4 separate regions of the Mus musculus genome follow, and all the other regions are linked to region 2. The links are chromatin contacts, called in public Hi-C, HiChIP or PLAC-seq and promoter capture Hi-C maps. All regions are on one chromosome and are shown on one strand. Each heading gives the region's core, a stretch centred on a gene start, on an enhancer-like site or on the middle of the called end of the contact. The rest is flanking DNA. Distances are from core to core; before and after follow the strand shown.

Region 1 (2,775 bases), core at 69-2,568, 130 kb before region 2:
TGGGTTCATCAGCATCGTCAAGCTGGAGAGCCCTCGACGAGCTCCTCGCCCCTGCCTGTCACTGGCCAGTAAGGTAGGGCCTCACGCCACACTCCTCTGCTGCATCCAGCATGGGCCATGAGCACCCCCAGCTCTCGAGTTCCCTTGTCTCAAGAATGATAAGCCCACAGGGCGGTGGTGGCACACACCTTTAATCCCAGCACTTGGGAGGCAGAGACAGGATCTCTGAGTTTGATGCCAGCCTGGTCTACAGAGAGAGTTCCAGAACAGCTGGAGCAGGACTATACAGAGAAGCCCTGTCTGGGAAAACACCCCCACACACACACACACACACAAAAATTAAGAGAGAGAGACAATGGCAATAACCTTGAGGCTAGAGAGGTGGCTGAGCTCAGTGGTTAAGAACTCTGGCTGTCCTTCCAGATCTGAATTCAATTCTCAGCACCCACATGGTAACTCACAACCATCTCTAACTCAGTTCCAGGGACTCTGGTGCCCTCTTCTGACCTTCATGAGCACCAGGAACACAGGTGGTCCACAGACAAACACACACATTCAGGCAAAACACCCACACACATAAAATAATACAAATAGTTTTAAGAATGCTAAGCCTGCCAGGCAGTGGTGGCACATGCCTTTAATCCCAGCACTTGGGAGGCAGAGGCAGGTGGATTTCTGAGTTCGAGGCCAGCCTGGTCTACAGAGTGAGTTCCAGGACAGCCAGGGCTATACAGAGAAATCCTGTCTCAAAAAACTACCACCACCACCAACAAAAAAGAATGCTAAGCCTGATTCCCTCAAGTTCCCCCAGCTTATAACCCATCCAGGAGAGGTAGAAATGCACGCTTTTGTCCTTAGTCAACCCACCAGTCCTAGAACTTTCTGGAGTTTCATCCCAGCATGAGCTCTGACCCCACCCCTGCCCTCTACTCCCTCACCCCACTCCATCTCTTAGAAATTCATGAGGATTTTCCCTTCCTCAGTACAAGAACAATCAGGGGACGTAGGGGGTGGGGTATCACTTTGTTCCATGCCTCGGAAACATCTGAGCCCCCTTTCCTATGAACAGCAAAGTGGAGCCTGGCATGATGGCACTTGCCTTTGAGCCCAGCACTCAAGAGGCAGAGCCAGGGTTACTGAGCGCTGGAGGCTGCCTTGGGCCGGATAGAGAGTACCAGGTCAGTCAGTGCTGGGTAAGAAAGCCCCTACGCAGACAGGGAAAATGGAATACTGAGTGGAAGGAAGCTACCACTCTCTATAACAGCCTTTACACGTTTCCTGTGAGGTTTGTTACTTCACTGCAAGCTCCCTTGCACAAGGGCTGTGTGTGTAAATTAGGGCTGGGGATCCGGCTTGTGTGGCAGAGCGCCTGCCGAGGCTGCACCAGGCCCTGGGTTTGTTCTCTAACATTGCCCAAAGCCAGGCTTGGTGCTTATATAATCACAGCCCTCCAGGATGAAGGCAAGACAATTAGAAATTCAGTCACCTCAGTCACACACTGTGAGGACAGCCTAGGATATATGAGATTCTGTCTCAAAACCAAAACAAGAACTCAAAGAAGCAAACAAAAATACCTCCCACTAAAATGTAAGTTAACTGCCACACTTTAAAAAACTGAAAATAGGCAGCGGGGCGTGGTGGTGCACACATCTAATCCCGGCACTCAGGAGGCAGAGGCAGGCAGATCTGAGTTTGAGGTCAGACTGGTCTACAAATTGAGTTCTAGGAAAGTCAGGGTTACACAGAAAATCTCTGTCTCAGAAAAAAGAAAAAAAAACCCTGAAAATAATGATGCAGGACTTTAATTTCAGCACTTGGGAGGCAGAGGTGGGCAGATCACTGAGTTCCATGACAGCTAGGGTGACACAGAGAAACCTTGTCTCAAAAATCATAAATAAATAAATAAATAAACGCTTAAAATAATTTAAAATGTTAGAACTCAGGAGACTATAGCAGACAGATCATAAGTTTTAGACCAGTCTGGGCTACACAGAGAAATGTCTCCAAAACCCAAACTAAGCTAACCACACAAGCAGAGCCCCTGAGAGCCCGACTGCTCAGCAGCGCTCACTGCGCCGCCTCCTGTCTCACGGATGCAGTTGCTCGGCTTTCCTGAGCTCTCTGGGTTGCTGGCCTGCTACCTGCCACCTGGGATCCTTCACTGAAAATGACAGTTACGGTTTTCTGTATAGCTTACCCAGGAGAACATGGACCAGATCCTTTGTATTTATTTTGGATTTTGAGAAAGAGTCTCACTCTGTAGCCCAGGCTGGCCTCTGGCTCTCCTCCGTAGTTCTGCCAACTGGGGACCCCCGTGTGCGGTGCGAGCGCCTGAGCCCACGGAAAGCCTTTCTCATTCACAGCACCATAGGCCACGGGCCACAGTCCTTTACAGCTGCAGATTTTCTTCTGACTGGAGCCTCCCTACTTATGGGTATTTAGTCTCTCCTGCTTTACAAAATCTGGAGAAATGTTTGTTCAGGAAGCACGGGCTCAGGGCGTAGCAAGCTGGGAGCGGACAGAGAATTCAGAGAGGCTCAGAGGGAGTTTCCCCCGCATCTCTTTACCTTCTACAGAAGGGACATGTGCTTATTCTAGAAACTTCACAGAAAGTGCGACACCTAACTCTGACTCTCCCACCCAGCGCACCCGACTTCCTTTGATGTTTAAAACAGAGTCTCATGGTTTAAAAGTCCCTGTCCTGCCTCTGCCTCTCCGTGCTGGGGTTGCAGGTGTACAGCACCACACCCAGCTTCCTGCCGTTGTTTTAACACA
Region 2 (2,883 bases), core at 145-2,644:
TTGGGAGGGTTACAGGCAATACAAATGAAAAATGAGTAGGTGCTATTTGTGGTGAGTTCTTAGTGCACACAATGAATAGTTAGGTGCTCATGATTTCTCTGCTCTATAATCGGATGGCCATGAAATGTCCCAGGCCAGGCAACAATTGCTTATTCGGATGAATAAGTAGCAACCGTCAAATACTAATTGTCAATATTGATATTGCCAAACTGCCGGAATTAAACTTATACCATCTTTCCTTGGATGTGCCAGTGAACCATGACTTCTGAATGTCACTCTGGTGGTTTTTCAGGGGCTGGCTCGGAGTCTTAACTGGTTAATAATCCAGAACCAACATGCCCCAGGGAAAACACCCTTTCCTTCCTTTCTGCTGGCTTCCTTGTTTTTTATTTCTCTGGCTCAGTGCATACCAACAAAACTACTAATATACCTGCCCCACAGGTTTTTTTTCTTCCAGGAATGTTTTCTTTCTTTTTTTCTTTTTCTTTCTTTCTCTTCTTCTTCTTCTTCTTCTTCTTCTTCTTCTTCTTCTTCTTCTTCTTCTTCTTCTTCTTCTTCTTCTTCTTCTTCTTCTTCTCCTCCTCCTCCTCCTCCTCCTCCTCCTCCTCCTCCTCCTCCTCCTCCTCCTCCTCCTCCTCCTCCTCCTTCTTCTTTCTCTTTTCTTTTCCTGTCTTTTCTTTTCTTTTTCCTGAGACAGGGTTTCTCTGTATAGCCCTGGCTGTCCTGGAACTCACTCTGTAGACCAGGCTGGCCTCGAACTCAGCAATCTGCCTGCCTCTGCCTCTCAAGTGCTGGGATTAAAGGCGTGCGCTACCACTGCCCGGCTGTTTTTTAATTTTTGTTTGCATGTCCTTTTAGTCATATCCACCAACTGTTTAGGCCTGAGTTTTCTCTCCTTAAATTTTTTTAAATTTATTTTATGCATAATGGTGAACATGTTTGTGCAACACATGTGTACTGTAAGGCGGCAAGGTGTCTGACCCTTTGGAACTGGAGTAGAGACAGGTGTGAGTGGCCATCTGGGCCTGCTAGTTCCTCTGAAAGTCCAGTCACTAACCTCTTAACCACTAAGCCATTTCTCCACGCCCCCTAGGCCGAAGTTTTCAAATGTTCAGTGGAAGGCAGTGTTTGATCAGAAAGTAAGGACTCAGGTCACCTGGTTCTGGCCACCATCACCATTTTTGCACCTAAACAAAGTAGCTGATGGCGGTTTTCTCTTTTGTGCAGTGCACCAACTTTCACCTTGGGTGGAGGTGAGCTTTACTCACACAGGACAGCTGAGGGTCCCGCTGCCAGGCTAGGGACTGGCTCCCGCAGACGTGGAGAGCTGCGCGCGCAGCGCCTCCCTTGCCTAAGAAGCCAGCGTCTCCGTTGCCAGGGGAACGAGGCACCACGCTTTCCGGCGCGGTCGCAGCGCGAAGCAGCTGTCATGGCGGAAGCGGTCTGGAGCACTGACACCGGCGAGGCCGTGTATCGCTCCCGGGACCCCGTGCGCAACCTGCGCCTCCGGTAGTCACTCGACCCCAGTTTCAGGGCCCCCTAACTTTATGCTCCGAGGCCCCCTAACTTTATTCCACCCTAAGCTTTTAGATGCTCAGAGGCCCCTACTTCCGCTTACAATCCCAACTACTTCCTCTGCCATCTCTGCGCGCGTCTTGTTATCAGGATCTTTTTCCACTGAAAGCTTCCAAGTACACCTTTCAGATTCACCCTGCCCAAGTCCCTTCAAGTTCTCGCCACTTTCAAACCCCTCGGGTCCCTGTGCTGATTTATCCAGCAGACGCCCCTACCCACCTCTTCTTTGCAGCAGCCTTGACTTCTCTGCCTCTGTGATTTCTTTCCCCGATTCATGCTCTGTATATCTCCTTGCTGTGTGTCTCTGACACGCGTATTTGGGGCTTCTCTTCTCTTGACAGAGTTCATCTGCAAAGAATCACATCAAGCAACTTCCTTCATTACCAGCCTGCTGCCCAGATGGGGAAGGACCTCATAGACTTGGCCACTTTTAGGCCTCCGCAAGCTGCTAGTGGGTGTTTGTGATGACGCTACATTCATTTGAGACTAAGGCAGGGGTGCGGGGCAGTAGAGGTACAGAGGAGGAACGGAAGGCTCAGAGAGGTTGAGTTTATTGCCCAGTGTCACCTAGCCGAGGAATATAGAAGCATTTGAATGAACCTGGGCAATCATCTTTTTAATTTTTTATTATTTATTTATTTTTTTACATTGTAATTTACTTTTGTGTGTGTGTGCACGCCCATGCCACAGTGCGAGAGTGAAGTTCAGGGGATAACTTTTGCGAACCAGTTCAGTTATCTCTTCACCAGATGAATCCTGGGGCTTGAGCCATCTTACCCGAGTTGTGACTTGGGGGATGGGGAAAGGACTTCTAAGAGAAATATGTTCCAAACTCCAAATGTATGTATAAATACACTTAAAAAACAATTTTAAAACAGGAGTTTGCACGAAAATATGATTTTTTCCTCTTGCCTTGAAAGCCAAAAGAAAGGACAGGACCGTCGTGTTTGGCCAATAATTTTTCATGCTTTTGTCATTGTTCTTTCTACTCAGAAATATTCTTAGGCAAAAAGGGTAGCCTGGCAGATCACAAATCATGCATCTTGTGTTTCTGGATGATTCGGTGGTGGTTTCAGAAAAACATCAGGGTCCTTATCTAGCAAATTCAGCCAGGATTGAGGAAGGGCTGGCCCTTCAGCCTCTAGCTAAACTCTAGTGCCTTATACGGGACTAGAGAATGTTTCTTGGAAGGCAGAGCTACCTTTTATTCAAATTAGAGTAATGATTAGGACACCTCAGGCCCTAATCTTGCTTCTAGTATTAACCAAAGTATGTCCACCACCTGCATTCTATGTTTAGAGTGAGCGC
Region 3 (2,771 bases), core at 226-2,725, 250 kb after region 2:
AGCAGGGGTGGAGGTGGGGGTGGGGGTGTAGGGAGGCAGGACTGGGAAGCTGCTTCCGGAATCGACCCCAAAGGAGGACATTGAAAAGCTCACAGACAGGCTACTTCAAGGGTGACAATCACAGCGACTAGCTGGCTTTGCTAACGACTTGAATGAAAATACATTTCATAAGCATCCTAGAGGCACGCACAAACAGGAAAATCTCCAGATTGGTAGCCCCCACCCCAACCCCAAGTCCTGAAATGTCAAAGTGACTGGGACAGATTAGAGAAAGATTCTGCCAATAAGCAGAAAAGTGACAGGTGAAGTTAACACTACAGTATAAAGTGACAAACTCGATACCATCATCTAGGCTTTACTGGCCGAGAGGATAAATCCTGAGCGCTTGGTGACATCTCAGTCAGCAGCCACATCGGAGGACTTCAGAGTCAGAATTTTTCACGTGGGGTCCTGATAGTGTGAGGGTTCCCGGAAGCCGGGTGAAGGGGCATGGGCAGAGGGGCCGAAGGGAACAAGGGATTCTCAGAGGTGGGGTTTCTCCCAGGGTATCCTCAGATTCCACCTCGCTGAAGAAATTACCCTTGACAAGCAAAGGATGGAGACTCTGGGGCCTTGGTTTGTGATTTTCACCATCAGATGTCTCTTGGGTGAGCATGCCCAGACTTCTCAGCAAAGATTGTAAGTCTTCGGAAGAGGAGAGGGCTGTGTGCAGGGCTCCACACACAAATGGGCAGGCTCTTCCATCATTCCCTCTGTTCCCTTTTCTCATCTCCAAATTAGTGCACAAAACCAAACCACTTGGAAAATTAACCAGTTGATCGACCGTTTATTAAAACGTTTGTGGAATCCCTTATCGAGGCTCAGAAGCCTTTGAAGTAATGGCGAATGCTGGGTGGAGATAAGATGTTAGTGGGTGGTAACTTTGATTTTCCTAATCAACTTCACGATTTCCTCTGGCCTCAATATTACATTTTATTTCCTGAACTCTAACTCCGCAGAGCTGCCACTTTCCCACACTCCTGATGTCCCCAAGCCCAGAGAGGTTCGTGCATCTTCTACAGCCCTCACTAGTGGCTCCTCGTGTATGTCTGCAAACTCTCAGGTCAGCCTTGCATTTAGGTCCCCCTCTTTCCCAAATTTCCCACGTCTCAGGTCTCCTTGCTTTAACAACCCCTTAAGGTGCTTCCCAAGTCGGCAGAGCCCAAGCGCATCACACCGGGCCATAAAGGGAAGATCACAAGTCCTCAAGAGGAGCGGTCTGTGCAGGAATGCACAGAGGAGACTGTCCCAGTGTCCTCAGAGGCCCCTTGCCCCTTATCCCTCTCCCCTTGCCCCGTATCCTGCGCAACCGCATTGGCCTCGGGATCCCTATTCCTGCTTCCAGTCCTGGGGAGAGGGTCTGGGGGTGTCGCAGCCTGAGCCCCGCCGCGCGCGCAGCCCCGCTCCTCCCCGCGCGCCCCACTTGTGGCCCCGCCGGCAGCTTCGCAGGGACAGCTGCATTTCTCGCCGCCCGCCGCTAGGAAGCCGGCCTCGCCTCGCTTTCTCCGCCTCCCGGCGCCCAGCCGCGCCGCCGCGCCACCAAGCCGGGCTGCCGCTGCCGCCGCGGGACCGCGCCCCTCCCCCGCCGCCCGACCCCAGCGGCCCCGCGGGAGCGGACGCGCGTGCGGTGCTCGGTAAGACCCCGATTCGCTCTCGCCGCCCCTAGCGCGAGCTCGCGGGCGCCGCGCTCCACCCCGGCCCGGTGGCCCCACCTTCCCCGGGAGCATCGCCGAGGCGCGGCCGCGAGGGCCGGGCCGTCGCGAGTTTGAGTCCTCGCGCGGTGGCCAAGGCTGCCCGGGAGCCCGCGGCAGGTCCCCGGCCGCCCTCCCTCCGCCGCTGCCCGCCTCGTTCCTGGTCCTGGGCACAGGGAGCGTGCGGAGGATCCCGGGGCCGCGATCCGAGGGGTGGTCGCCGGCCAGCCGGCGCCGCGAGGAAGGGACGCGAGGCCTTGGGGAGCCTGCTCAACCCGGGTCTCTCTGCTCCCCGGTTCCCCGCTTTGTGTGGACACCCTCCCGGCTTCGCCCGGGCTTGGGGGCGCAGCCTGAATGGCGATGGCGAGGCGGGGGCCTGGGTTGGGAGCTGAACTCCTTTTAGGGGGAGGGGAGAATCGTTTCCTGCTCCCGCCGTGGTCACCGGTCGGTTCAGCCTTTTCTGGTCCCACCCGGTCCCCTGGGAGCTGCGTCTCTCCGCGACCCGGCTGGAGAAAGTTCAGAATGCGCTGTCCCCGCCCCTGCTCCCCCGCCCCTCGAACTCTGAGTGCCTGGGGCGCTGAGCTCCAGGGGGCCGGGGCTTGCCTTTATTCCTTCAGCGCTCTTGGGTTTCTCTCTGAATGGTTGGTGGCTTGCCACCCCAGCATGGGCTTGTCCATTTTCTTTCCTTAATAAAAAGTTTCAGCTTCAAGAAATTCATACTGCTATTAAATTCCTGGAGAGGGTGTTTTAAGGAAGAGAGATTTTTAGATTTCCTTTATTTGTTTGTTTATTTACTTATTGTAAGAATAGAGGGTGGGGGTGGATAATTGGGAAGATAGTGATGAGATACCCTAGAGGTGACGTCGGATAGAAGACCATGTGCCTTGGTCACCACCTGGTCCTCAGTAGCCTGAAACCCAGGAAATACACCTTGCAACACCCTGAGCCACCTGGCCCAGGAGAAGGGGTTCTGGAGTTGCTCTGGCCCTCCCAGCCCTAAGGTTCTTTACAGACCTATGGAGTTAACTATGTATGCTGTTT
Region 4 (3,196 bases), core at 512-3,011, 190 kb before region 2:
AACAGGTTCATCTATATATTAAATTAAAACACAGAACTTCTTCATAATCATTTAAAATGTATACATTTCAACAGAGTTGAATGTCCACATTGTTGTTTATGAATAGAATTTTGAAAAATTCTACTAGTTCAACCATGGAATGCTGACCATGGGGCTGGAGGGATGGCACAGGTTAAGGTCACTGACTGCTCTTCCAGAGTTTGAGTCTCAGCATTCACACGTGACTTAAAACATCTGTAACTGCAGCTCCACAGAGCCTTACACCCTCTTCTGGCTTCTCACACACATGGTATACAAACATACATGCAGACAAAACATCCATACATATCAAATACAATTTTAAAAAGAAATGTCAAATATAATTTGAAAATTTAAATATTACAGTATTCAAATATGAAGATTTACAAAGAACTATATTGCATGAAGGTAGTAATTAGCTAAATTTAATCTCTTTACCTATACTGTTTTTATTAGACATATTTAACTTTTAAGAAAAGATTCATCTTGTGTGTATGGGTGTTTTGTCTGCAGTGCCTGTGGAGGCCAGACAAGGGTGTTGAATTCACTGGAAATGGAGTTGTAGATGGTTGTGAGCCACCATGTAAATGTTGAAAACTAGACTTCAGCCCTCTGGATGAACAGGCAGCCAGTGCTCTTAACCACTGAGCCACTGCTCCAGCTCCAAGCATAGGTTTAATGCTTAGCTTCTATATGCAGACTAACTTAGAGTCTTACACTGGAAGAATAGGTTTGACCCAAAGAGTAAGAGAGAAATAACAGATTCCAGACTTCTGACAGCAACCTGATTCGAGAGATCCATCCAGGTGCAGTTTAGGCAGAACTACTGAACGTAGTAAGAACTGAAGAAAAGCTATGCAGAAGTCTTTATTCACAGTGGCAGACATAAGCAACAAGTACTCAGTATAAGATCTCTCAATTCTGGCTTTGTGCCATTTGTAGACACTAAAACATGGGAAGAATAGAGATCTATTTGAATTTGTAACTGCAAGACTTTGCGCCGTTCTTTTGTCTTTTGGATGTCTTTGTTTTCTGTTCCGTTCCTCATACCGCCGTCAGTGTGCTAGTGCTTACAGAATAGACACATTTGGGTGGCCCTGATTTATCTCCTGTGGGGAAAGGTAAGGACTGATTGAACTGCATGCAGTTGGGCTGTCGCTCACTAGGGGGAGTAAAAGAGCAAGAGACAGAAAGAGACCGAGAGAAGACTTTTGGTTAAATTAGTGAGTGCGTGCACCAAGAGGAGGAGGGGCCGGCTTGCGTGTAGCGGCTCCACCCTCACTTTGTCAGCAGGTAGAGAGCGTGATTGCAGTCCCAGGGGAAGAAGTCAGAGCTGGTACACCAATTACAAACCACAGGTTTCCTGCTGTAGGGAGCTGATCCAGAATTGTCTTTCTTGAAAGGAAGCACTTCAACCCTGCCTCCTCCTGAACTTCCAAGTCCGTCCATGATTCAGGGATACCGTCTTCTCCCTCTGGGATATTCTGTGATTTGGGTAGTGACTGTTCTATTTGCTGCTTCGTTTCTCATCTCTTCCAAGATATTCCGTACAGAGGCGGAGGGAGAAGACTTTTGTTAGATTTTAGAGATGATTTTGGCTCATCTTTAAGCATTTCCAGAGTTCTTGAGGAGGACAGTAGCTCTCGTCTTGGAATAAGTTTTTGCCTGATCTGCGTGGATTACTTTTTCGGGCTTCGGAATTTCTCAGCACCTACCTGTAGTGCGAGCACTTGGTCTGATTGCAGAGTGAGAAGGTGGAAGCCGGAGCCGTACTGGGTTAAGCAGCTCAGGTCTTTTTTTAAAGCAGGATTTATAAATGCACAATTGAATTTGTTTCATCCCCGTGCCGTGGACTCCAGTGGGCCCGACAGCGCAACAGGTTTGCAGATTTCTTTTGAAATTCTTTCGTGTTTTCTCCCTCCCTCTGTCTCAGCGAAAGTAAAGAATCTATAGAACAGGTTTGCGTTCAGACGCTTGGCTTTTCAGCACTTACTCTGAAGACTTTATAGGATTTTTAAATGACTTCAAAAGGCAGCATACTTTGTGGGTGAAGTGTATTTATAGTTACTTAAGGGTGCGCATTTTAAAAATCTGATGTTTATAAAGAGTCCAAAGTTTCCTAGGAACATAGAAATAACCCAGGTCTCCTCAGCCTGATTTTTTTCAGGGCGCTCAACTTAGAGCCTCTCTACCCCCCTATCTTTTATTCTCCGCCCCCTCAAGGAATTTGAAAACTTAGGAATAGTCCTTTGTTTTTCTCCTGAATCTAGAAGATTACAGATTGTAAAGTCTGGATGTGTTTCCACAGCATTCTGAGGAAAGTCAAAGCGCTTGGCATTCTCAGACTGGAGAATAAACTCTGGGATCCCTAAACGAGAAAGGAAAGTGGAAACAGAAATATGAATTTTAGCTGGGAAAATAATTGCAAAGCTAAACTTTTCAAGTATCTCAAAAGGGAAGTTGGAAGAGATTTTGATACTCAGATTAATTGTGTCGTATGTCAAAGATATATGAATTTGTGCCTAATTTTACAGGCACTTTTGGTGGAACACACACACACAAAATAATATATTGTAGTTCTTTAAAAGTATATAAATTCAGTAGGCCTAGAACTCTGGACTATGCTGAAACACAATTTAGCATGGACATTTTAATTAAGAGTATATGCTTCAGCATCATTAGACATCCCTCCAGGTGGGGCCTGATTAGTTCCCACTCTTCCCCTATTCAAAAGAAAACCTCCTCATGGACTTTAGCCATTTATGGTTGACATTTTTTTCTGGCTTAAAAAGGGCAGCATGTCTTCGTGTTCTGAGCTGAAGTTCCTCCCTCACCTCCGATGCGCTGCTTTAGCCGTTTACTGACCTTGTTTTCTTCATCGGCCTCGGGTTTAGTGCCTCAGGAATCTGATACATATGGAAGACCAGCAGCAAGTGATCTGACATAATACCAATCCATGTTTGTATCTAAAGCACATTTGGAAATTCCAAAGAGAAGAGGTGGCATTTCTGTATTCGCAGTGACGATGGGAGAAAAGGACATACCTGCCCCAGAGGTGGGCTGAAAAGGCCATCTTCTGCTCCCAATCAGGAATACCCCCTGTGCTTGGGAATCTACGTTAGAAAAAGGAAGGACCAGAATCTGACTTGGCTCTCTGAAACGGAGGGCTAGCACTTCT

What was found. Promoter capture Hi-C pulls out the DNA fragments that hold promoters and counts their contacts. Hi-C and Micro-C count contacts between places; a contact is called where the count stands out from the background. HiChIP or PLAC-seq counts read pairs in DNA pulled down with a chosen protein or histone mark.
Region 1: a contact with region 2 is called in a Hi-C map of CD4 T cells, with 3 times the contacts expected there. The contact joins the enhancer-like site here to the promoter of Mks1 in region 2. A contact is called at or near these places in 1 of 39 promoter capture datasets (macrophages), 1 of 484 Hi-C or Micro-C datasets (CD4 T cells) and 3 of 9 other capture datasets (adipose tissue, liver and pancreatic islet).
Region 3: a FOXA1 HiChIP or PLAC-seq map of pancreatic cancer cells shows a contact between it and region 2. The contact joins the promoter of Cuedc1 here to the promoter of Mks1 in region 2.
Region 4: a contact with region 2 is called in a promoter capture Hi-C map of macrophages, with 7 read pairs. The contact joins the promoter of Rnf43 here to the promoter of Mks1 in region 2. A contact is called at or near these places in 13 of 39 promoter capture datasets (the 3T3-L1 cell line, 3T3-L1-derived adipocytes, the C10 cell line and 9 more), 2 of 115 datasets of contacts at active chromatin or transcription factors (bone marrow-derived macrophages and memory CD8 T cells) and 3 of 9 other capture datasets (adipose tissue, liver and pancreatic islet).

Annotation. Positions count from the first base shown.
Region 1 is chr11:87,718,428-87,721,202 of GRCm38.p6, forward strand. It overlaps Rnf43 (ring finger protein 43), which reads left to right. Exons shown (of 10, transcript NM_172448.4): 3 at 1-73. Among named protein-coding and RNA genes, the nearest start is that of Supt4a, 18 kb to the right of the region's middle. Within about 2 kb of position 1,319, at least 53 of the 459 cell types and tissues checked have an H3K27ac peak or open chromatin away from gene starts, as enhancers often do.
Region 2 is chr11:87,851,821-87,854,703 of GRCm38.p6, forward strand. Mks1 (MKS transition zone complex subunit 1) reads left to right here and starts at 1,395. Exons shown (of 18, transcript NM_001039684.3): 1 at 1,395-1,509; 2 at 1,917-2,026. The coding sequence starts at 1,430.
Region 3 is chr11:88,097,671-88,100,441 of GRCm38.p6, forward strand. Cuedc1 (CUE domain containing 1) reads left to right here and starts at 1,476. Exons shown (of 11, transcript NM_198013.3): 1 at 1,476-1,673. 2210416O15Rik (RIKEN cDNA 2210416O15 gene) reads left to right here and starts at 388. Exons shown (of 4, transcript NR_045499.1): 1 at 388-458; 2 at 545-647; 3 at 999-1,082; 4 at 1,192-2,437.
Region 4 is chr11:87,661,326-87,664,521 of GRCm38.p6, forward strand. Rnf43 (ring finger protein 43) reads left to right here and starts at 1,762. Exons shown (of 10, transcript NM_172448.4): 1 at 1,762-1,897; 2 at 2,811-3,196.